Linked DNA regions of Sus scrofa: regions 1 and 3 are each linked to region 2. The links are chromatin contacts, called in public HiChIP or PLAC-seq and promoter capture Hi-C maps. All regions are on one chromosome and are shown on one strand. Each heading gives the region's core, a stretch centred on a gene start, on an enhancer-like site or on the middle of the called end of the contact. The rest is flanking DNA. Distances are from core to core; before and after follow the strand shown.

What was found. Promoter capture Hi-C pulls out the DNA fragments that hold promoters and counts their contacts. HiChIP or PLAC-seq counts read pairs in DNA pulled down with a chosen protein or histone mark.
Region 1: a contact with region 2 is called in a promoter capture Hi-C map of liver, with 4 times the contacts expected there. The contact joins the enhancer-like site here to the promoter of USP28 in region 2. A contact is called at or near these places in 1 of 5 promoter capture datasets (liver), 5 of 47 Hi-C or Micro-C datasets (liver, mesenchymal stem cells, mesenteric adipose tissue and 2 more) and 1 of 2 datasets of contacts at active chromatin or transcription factors (skeletal muscle).
Region 3: a contact with region 2 is called in an H3K27ac HiChIP or PLAC-seq map of alveolar macrophages. The contact joins the promoter of C9H11orf71 here to the promoter of USP28 in region 2. A contact is called at or near these places in 2 of 47 Hi-C or Micro-C datasets (heart right ventricle and skeletal muscle) and 2 of 2 datasets of contacts at active chromatin or transcription factors (alveolar macrophages and skeletal muscle).

The regions. Positions count from the first base shown.
Region 1 is chr9:41,851,951-41,854,881 of Sscrofa11.1, reverse strand. The region is part of intron 5 of LOC102168180 (a long non-coding RNA gene); the gene reads right to left. Among named protein-coding and RNA genes, the nearest start is that of NNMT, 18 kb to the left of the region's middle. Within about 2 kb of position 1,356, at least 6 of the 83 cell types and tissues checked have an H3K27ac peak or open chromatin away from gene starts, as enhancers often do. A contact at or near this core is called in liver, where this site is marked.
Region 2 is chr9:41,479,730-41,482,526 of Sscrofa11.1, reverse strand. USP28 (ubiquitin carboxyl-terminal hydrolase 28) reads left to right here and starts at 1,483. Exons shown (of 24, transcript XM_021062863.1): 1 at 1,483-1,763. The coding sequence starts at 1,707. LOC102166826 (a long non-coding RNA gene) reads right to left here and starts at 1,386. Exons shown (of 3, transcript XR_002335634.1): 1 at 839-1,386.
Region 3 is chr9:41,946,069-41,948,921 of Sscrofa11.1, reverse strand. It overlaps C9H11orf71, which reads left to right and starts at 1,445. Exons shown (of 1, transcript XM_003129884.2): 1 at 1,445-2,098. The coding sequence starts at 1,645. The coding sequence ends at 2,022. RBM7 (RNA-binding protein 7) reads right to left here and starts at 1,841. Exons shown (of 5, transcript XM_003129877.5): 1 at 1,211-1,841; 2 at 164-326. The coding sequence starts at 1,306.

The DNA.
Region 1 (2,931 bases), core at 107-2,606, 370 kb before region 2:
AGGTTCCCAGGCTAGGGGTCCAATCGGAGCTGTAGCCACCAGCCTACGCCAGAGCCACAGCAACGCGGGATCCGAGCCGCGTCTGCAACCTACACCACAGCTCACGGCAACGCCGGATCATTAACCCACTGAGCAAGGGCAGGGACCGAACCCGCAACCTCATGGTTCCTAGTCGGATTCGTTAACCACTGCGCCACGACGGGAACTCCTTTCTTTTGTGTGTGTGTGTGTGTGTGTGTGTGTGTGTGTGTGTGTGTGTGTTTGTGCTAAGGCCATTTTTTTAAACAGTATTTTTTCCTTCAATAGGAATGTCTTTGCTACCATCCCTTATTTATTTATTTATTTTGTATGGCTGTACCCACAGCATATGGAAGTTCCCTGGGCTAGGGATTGGATCCCAGCTGCAGCTGCAACCTGTGCCAGCTGAGGCAGCACAGGATCCTTACCCTACTGTGCCACAGCGAGAGTTTCTCCTCCTTTATAATGCATCTTGGCCACCACTTCCTCCCTGAAGCCTTCCTTGGTTCATTCCCAAGCAGGAACTAATCCCTCCTTCTTCTTCGCATCCCATCGTCCCTCTCCCGAGCTAGTAATTCTGCCTCCCATACAGCCCTATGCCTGCTCAATGGGAGCTTAACAGAAGCGTGCTGCCCATTATCCCAGCAAATGGTAACCCTCTTGGGTCCCTGGCCATGTCTCACACTCCTCGGTCTCTATCTCCAGGAAGACAAATGCTCAAATGCCCACTCACAGGTGGCAGGCAGAACTGTACCTGGTAACTTGAATATCATGTCAGGGAGCCGATGTGAAGGCCCAGGACCCCAGCAGAAGCTTTGACAGGTGCACACCTGCACCTCCTGCAGGAGGCAGAGACTGGACGCTGCAGTCCCACCGAGCATGCTCCCCAGACATCCTCTCCCTATTCCCGCCTACCTAGCTCTTTGCCTTACACTTTCCCAGCCCAGTCCTGCTTTCCCACCGTACATGGCAGTGTACACTCGGAGCTCTCCTTGGGTGGGGTGTGAGCACTCAGCCTCTGGGTCCACCTACTGCAAGTGTGTCCTGGTGGTTAATCCTGATCTGAACGCAGCCTTTGGGAGAGTCAACTTCACCTATCCCTCAGGTGGTGGCACTATAGGTAGATCCTACCCACTTCTATGGGTGGGTCATCAGCTTATGCATGTGCTCACATGCGTGTGCACACACACGCGCATATACCCAGATACACACACGGGGTAGAATGTAATCAAGGGCTTACATGTTGCAACCATGTTTCGTGTAAAGACCAGCCCTGGTCAAAGGGCTGTGTCCAGCTTTACACAGACACTCAACAAATATTTGTTGAGTGACTAAATTGCTTGTGTGCCCACCGCTGAGTCACCAACCATCAGTGATTTGACACTCCTCTGCTCACTTGAAGCTCTGGCCTGTTCTACCACTCCAGGTGCCCGGTGTCTTAGCCTTAGTGCCCTTGGGGGACAGGGCTCCCATACTGGCACCCAAATGTCTTCAGTTTTTCCAGAAGTTCACCAAACACAATAGGTTGTTTCCCCTCTGGGTCTTGGTACTTGTCCTGGAAGTTCTTGCTCTTCACCCCTGATTCCTTTGCCTGGGTCACTTTTCTTTTCTTTTTTTTTTTTGTTTTTTTTGTTTGTTTGTTTGTTTGTTTTTTGTTTTTTTTAGGGTCACGCCTGCGGCATTTAGAAGTCCCCAGGCTAGGGAGTTCCCGTCGTGGCGCAGTGGTTAACGAATCCGACTAGGAACCATGAGGTTGCGGGTTCGGTCCCTGCCCTTGCTCAGTGGGTTAACGGTCCGGCGTTGCCGTGAGCTGTGGTGTAGGTTGCAGACACGGCTCGGATCCCGCGTTGCTGTGGCTCTGGCGTAGGCCGGTGGCTACAGCTCCGATTCAACCCCTAGCCTGGGAACCTCCATATGCCGCGGGAGCGGCCCAAGAAATAGCAACAACAACAACAAAAAGACAAAAAAAGACCCAAAAAAATAATAATAAATAAATAAATTAATTAAAAAAAAAAAAAAAAAAAAAAAAGAAGAAGTCCCCAGGCTAGAGGTCAAATCAGAGCTGCAGCTGCTGGTCTTCCCACAGCCACAGCAACACCAGATCTGAGCCGTATCTGCGACCTACACCCCAACTTGTGGCAACGCTGGACCCTTAACCCACTGAACAAGGCCAGGGATGGAACCTGCACCCTCATGGATACTAGTCAGGTTCATAACCCTCTGGGTCACAACGGGAACTCCTGGGTCACTCTTTACATCTCCCTGATCTGCTTGCCTCTTCCTTCAAAAAGCCTTTCCCTAGTGCTCTGTCCCTGCCCCAAACTGGGTTAGGTGGGTTGCTCTGGACATGAAGGGAAAACAGCTTCTCTAGCTCTGTTTAGAACTGCTTGTTACATGCCTTTATAAGGTCAGCTGAAACTTACACGAAATTGCTTGTGTGGTTATTTAGCAAATGTATTCATGTTATAGCTTAGAGGTGTCACAATAACCCTGGGGAAGGCTGTGATGACTCCCATTTCAGAGATGGGGAAACTGAGGCTCCGAGGTGCCCACATGAAGCCACAAGAGCAAGTAAGACAGAGAGCTAAGCATCAAAGTCCACGCGCGAGCTTTCCATTTCATGGGGCGGGGCTGCCACATTAGCAGGAGCGAGAAGCGGGTGGGGAGCAGGCTCAGAAGTCATGTGGTCTGAATTGCCTAAAACAGGAGAGCAGGAGCAGGACTCTGACCCCTTCCTTCCAGGAAACCCTGAGAGCTCTCAACACTAAGGAGGCACAACTTTATTTCTCGAGTCCAATTCCTTTTCCCAACCCTGGGCCATTAGGGGAGTATATTAGAAACCTCTCCTTTTGAGATAAGCAGCCCTATTTACCCAGCGGTCATTTGCTGGTAAGGGTTCTATGTGGAGCTGAC
Region 2 (2,797 bases), core at 234-2,733:
CTGTTTAGAACCATATAACAGAAAGACACTTTATCAAAACTCTGGGGGCAATATTGCTCAAATGGCTATACACAACTCTTTCAGGAATATGGATAGAGAAACTCTCTGGTGGTCTTTTAAGGAACTTGTCATGAAAGAGTTACAATTTTCCACCTCATTTATACCAGTAAATAAGAAATTTCCTAAAATGAATGAGCAAAGGCAAACAATCACTACAGAGACATGATAAAGACAGACAGAAATAGAGCTTTCTAACAATTTAGAGGTATACAATGCTACAAATCAACTGGACTGAGAAATCAACTTGTTTTGCAATGACCGCCAAGTTGAGACCAGGAACACAGGTTGATTACTCACGAGGAAAAAAAAAAAGGTAAAGCCACAAGCATAAAAAGCTCTACACCCATCAGACAAACACACAGTCTGCTGAAAGTAGAATATTATGATCATGCCACCAGTTTATCTGCCAGGGAAAGGGGACCCCCCCTGAACTTTCAGGTGAAGGAAGTAGCAGCAGTCACGGTCCAGGCTCCTGAGTGTCATCAGGTCTCCCACAGGGGCTGCTGCACTTGCTCTGTACCTGTTCCCTTATGTCTCAAGCTGTGGTCAATGCAGACTAAAAAGGCCTGCAGGTGAAACATCACAATCACATGGCCAACAATGCCAGGAGCACAGGAAAGGACAGCATCCACATAAAATTCACACTGAAGGTGCTGCCCAAGGGCTAGACCAGGGCAGTGATATAAGCAGTTCCCCCTAAACGAGGCCCTTCCACACCCAGCCTCCATGTAGGTTTGGAACAGCTAAAAGTGTGCCAAGAGGATTGTCGTTGTGATACCTGTGAAATATGGTCTCGTAGTTACGATTTCCACCAAACTGCTGAAAATACAACTCGTACTATTAATGCTTAATATGCCATAAGCATCTGGCTCAAACTTAACAAAATACTGTAAAATTTTAGGCTGAATGCCATAAACAGCTAAAATGGGACAATGGTAATTTCTGCTCCCCAGGCCAGCGTTAAAGCAGCATTCTGAGCATCAGTGAATAGATTCCGATCTGTTTGGTTAGCTTTAGACGTCAGACCACTCTATTCAGACTATCGCTTTCTTTTTTTCAGGAACGATAAATCAATTATTCCCGCAGTTGGACTTGGAAATGGCTCCACTGCTGCGAGGGAAACCCCAGACAGGGTCTCAAGATGGGGAATAGCTTTAACTCGTCTGTGGGGAGTCTTGAGCAGATGGTGACTCCTCGAAATAAGTTCTCAGGGACGAAGGAGGTAACGGGGATTTCGGAGGGGTCCGCGCTCCGCAAGGCCACTTCCTGGGAGCCAACCGCCCGGAACACAACCACTCCGCCGCCGACGCTGACCGTTAGGCGCGGGCGGGGCCGGGGTCACGTGGCCTGCGCCGGGTCAGAGCCCGGCGTACGCGGGAGCACGCAGAGCGGCTCGGCCCTCGGCCGCGCGCCTGGCGTGCGCGCTCAGGCCGGGGGCGGAGCGTGTGGGCTGAGCCTCAGGCGCGCGGCGGGCCGGAGGCGGGGCCGGAGCGGGGTGGAGGGCGGGGGCGGGGCCTCCTCCTCCACCTCCGCCACCTCCGCCTCCGCCTCCTCCTCCTCCTCCTCCCGCGAGGCTCGGCTGGGGGTGGCTGTGGCGGCGGCGGCGGCGGCGGGAGGCTAGTGACCCGCGGAGGGGCGCCCCGGCCATGACTGCGGAGCTGCAGCAGGACGACGCGGCCGGAGCAGCGGACCGCCACGGCTCGGTGGGCTTCGCGGCGGCGGCGGGCAGGAGCCGGGGGGCGGGCTCTGGGTCCCGCGGGGTGGGGGGTTCGGGGTCCGGGCCGGAGCGGCGCGGGGCGCTGACGGGCCTGCGGGGTTCGGGCGCGGGGCCGGGCAGGAGGGGGCTGCGGAGGGCGCCCGGGCCCGGCGCGAGCGAGGGCGGCGCGCCGTGCGGGTGAAGACTGGGACTCGGGAGGAGGCTGAAGTCTCTGCAAGGCAGAGATCGAGGACTCTCTTCGGGTCCGGGGGCGGGCTGAAGTTCAAGGGAGATTAGCTGTTTTGAAAAATCAAATACAAAAGGCTGGACGTGGGCTGTCTTCATCAGGGATCTCTAAAGGGAGCTCTCCCGGCCCCCGGCAGGGGTGAGAAACTTCCTAAAGGGGCAGCTTTGGTGGTTTTTGTTTTTGTTTTCTAATCTGTTTTGGGGCAATGCTGTTTTAAAAGTGTCTAAAGCAGTTAGATAACCGAAGTTATCTAACTTAAAGGCAGGATTTATCAACACCTTGTGAAAGATCGGGGGTCGTAGTTACCGCTTTCTGTCTTCCACACCCCCCCTCCTTTTTTTAAGCAGAGAGCAACCTCCCCAATTGCTGCATTCATCACTCTAGATTTTTAAGGAAGGGGGAGGAGCACCGCGATGATTAGAAGGTATGCTGATAATGCTTCCCTATTCCTATTAATCTAAGAAGATTGAAATCAATACAGGGATTTCTGGGCTAAGATGGTGAGAGTGAAAGAACACTGGTTTGAGAGAAAATCAAAAGGCTAATGTCTGTGCGAAAAAAACTCGGGAAGTGGGCAACTTGAGAATGTCTTCTAATGTTACTTTGGAATCTTATAATACTGCCCGGACCCCCCTCAAGTGCTGAGCTTTTTCAAGACAGAATGGGAAACCTGTACCACGTATTCAAATGCAAGTTTGGAAATGAGGAATTTCATGAAATATTTACAGTACAAAGCTGTCAGATACCTCCACGTGAGAAACCTTTTATGCCTTTTTTTTTTTTTTCCCTTTCCT
Region 3 (2,853 bases), core at 196-2,695, 470 kb before region 2:
TATTATCAATGTCAATTCCCATTTTCAGGAATATATATAGTTTACTATTCACAAAGCTTAAAGCATTTTAATCCAAAAAGAAGTTATTTAAAACTGAATAAGAAAATTTAAAAAACAAAGCAGTAAACAACCTCCCTCCCAAACCTCATCAGTGAATAGTTACCTGATCTAAACTGAATTTTGATGGGCCTTCCAAAAAGTTTTATTCCATTAAGGAGATTCATTGCATAAGGAACAGATACTTCATGTTTGAAATTCACAAATGCAAATTGCTTCGGTTTTCCATCTTTATCTTTTGGAATTTTCACTTTTATTACAGGCCCAGCCTACAGACAAAACAAACAAACAAAGTGTTCAGAATTTTCAATAAAGCAATTTCAGGAAAATACTCAATATTTACAAAGTTTAAAAAATTAAAAAATGTAACCAGGAACTGTAAAAAAATTGGATACACATAGATTCCCATCTCGGTCAAAGATCCTATAGACATGAATGAAAATTAGATTAACTTATTTGTGGGGGAGGGAGCCCATAAGGATCTGGTAACCCAATCACTGAATTTACATTTCGCAGCATTTTAACCGGGCGACCAACATCCTTCATTTTCCCGCTGCATAGAAACTAACGGTTATTGTGAGCAAAAGAAAGTAGTTTTCTTGGATTAAAAATTACTTTTATATTGATCAGTCAAACGTTACCACTTGTTGGAGGATAGAGCTGGAGGGAACAGGATTAACACATAATACCGATTTTAAAACACGACAATGCTGCTTTCCTATGGAGTATCTATGAGTCTATCTTTGCTGCAAACTTTGTAAGAAACTTCAGGGGCAAAAGGGTACTGACAAGGATAGCGAAATGTAATTTACAAGAGGAAAAAGCAAAAAGAAGAGGAAACGCGCAGCTCTGTGACGGACCCATACATACGAGGTCACTTAGAAGCCCTGAATCTCTACAAGGGGAATGCTTAATTGAGGAACCCTCCACGACCTTTAGCCATCACTTCGGCCAGAACTAGGCAGGGATCTTCTAATAAAGTGACACTAAGCGAGAGCCTCACTTTCTAAGCGCGACCTCCACCTTCAACCAGCCCACCTGTCGGGTGCCGGGACTGAACGTCCCGCTGGCACCGAGAAAGCTGAGACGGCCGTTGGGCCGGGCCCTACACAGGCCGGAAAACGAAAGGAAAAGGCTGATCCCAGCCGCTTACCTGGTGGAAAAGCTCAAAAAGAAGCTCCTCTGTCACCTTCGTCTCAAGGTTGCCCACAAAGAGCGTGCGATCTGCTTCGGCTGCCGCCGCCCCCATCTCAGCGTCGCCCCCTCCCGAAAAAGGCCGAAGGGTCGCCGCCGGCGCACCCACTGCGCACTCTCAGAAACCCCACGTCCTCGCGCTTTGTGGCGTCACGGACGTAAACGTCAATCACGCCGGCTCTCAGTGGCGTCGACGTGCTCTGACGAACTGCGCACGCTCGCGAGAAGAGCGCTTGGTAGAGGCAGTTTCTTGATCAGCTGCTGCAGTGATGGCTTCCGGCGCGGTCAGACTCCGCGGGCAGGACCGGCTGGACTGATCTGCGGAGTCGCGAGGGCGCGAGGGCCTGCCCTGACCGAGGGACGTAACGCAAATACTGCAGGCAGTGTTTGAAAATGGCCCTGTCCTCCGGCGATCAGAGGAGCAGGAGTGGCTACCATTCTTTCCACGGCGACCTCAGCTCTGCGGCCTTAGCTTTGGCGATGGTCTCTGGGGACAGCTTCCTCGTTACCAGGCCTGAGGCTATTCTTCCAGAACTTCCTCGGCCGGCTATGCGAATAAACGCCCGGACCGAGAGCCGTCGGGCACCTACTGGTGGCCAGAGCCCTGCCCGCTTTATAAAGGGCCGGGAACCTGATGGGCGGAGCCGGAGCCGTCAGGCCAGATTCTCACCGTACCCTGCCCCAGAGGTGAAACTCGATCTCCTGAGAAGTGTCCTGCAACAACGTCTGGTGGCACTTGGAGGTGTAATTGCAGCCCGTCTCTCGGCCTAAGACGAACACCTCCCTCCGCCCCGCCCCCCGCCCCCCGCCCCCATTAGCTTGTGAACAAGGCTTCTCTCAAATCCTTTCTTGGTGCAACCGAAGTCTTTATTTTTAATTAGGGACGTCTTTTCATTTCACTATAAAAATAGGTAGGAGTCCTGTTACGCCAGCCTAGCAGGAAGGAACAGTTTTTAATTAATTCAGATGGTTTTAAGCAGCCGTGATAATTGATTGGATCAGAAGGACTGATAATTGGATCAGCAGGGCGGAAGTAGCAGAGAGTTTTTGAGGTAGTCACAAACCTGGCAGTTTTTCCTACCTTGAAACTTGAAATTCTGAGTTTCCTTAACTGCCTCCGTTTCTACCACAGACTGTTCCCTTGATCTTTAGTGCTGTTAGTTTGTTACTCTGGCTTATCCTTCCGCCTGTAGCCCAACACTTCATCCTATCATATGGTCCTTAACACTTTCTTCCATCCCCTCCACTTTTTCTCAAGAAGTATCTACAAACTTCAATCACAACCATACTAAAACAACAAAAATGAAACCTAAACCTTGCTAATCTGTCAGATAATTTTTTTTTCTTCTTAGGGCCACACCAGCAACGGATGTTCCTAGACTAGGGGTCTAAACAGAGCTGCAGCTGCCTATGCCACAGCAATGCCAGAGCTAATCGGCGTTTGCGACATACACCACAGCTCACTGGCAATGCCAGATCCTTTACCCACTGAGCAAGGCCAGGAATCCAACCCTAATCCTCATGGGTACTAATCGGGTTGGTTACCGCTGAGCAACAACTGGAACTCCTACTCTTTCAAATTAGTGAACTAACTTATAACTT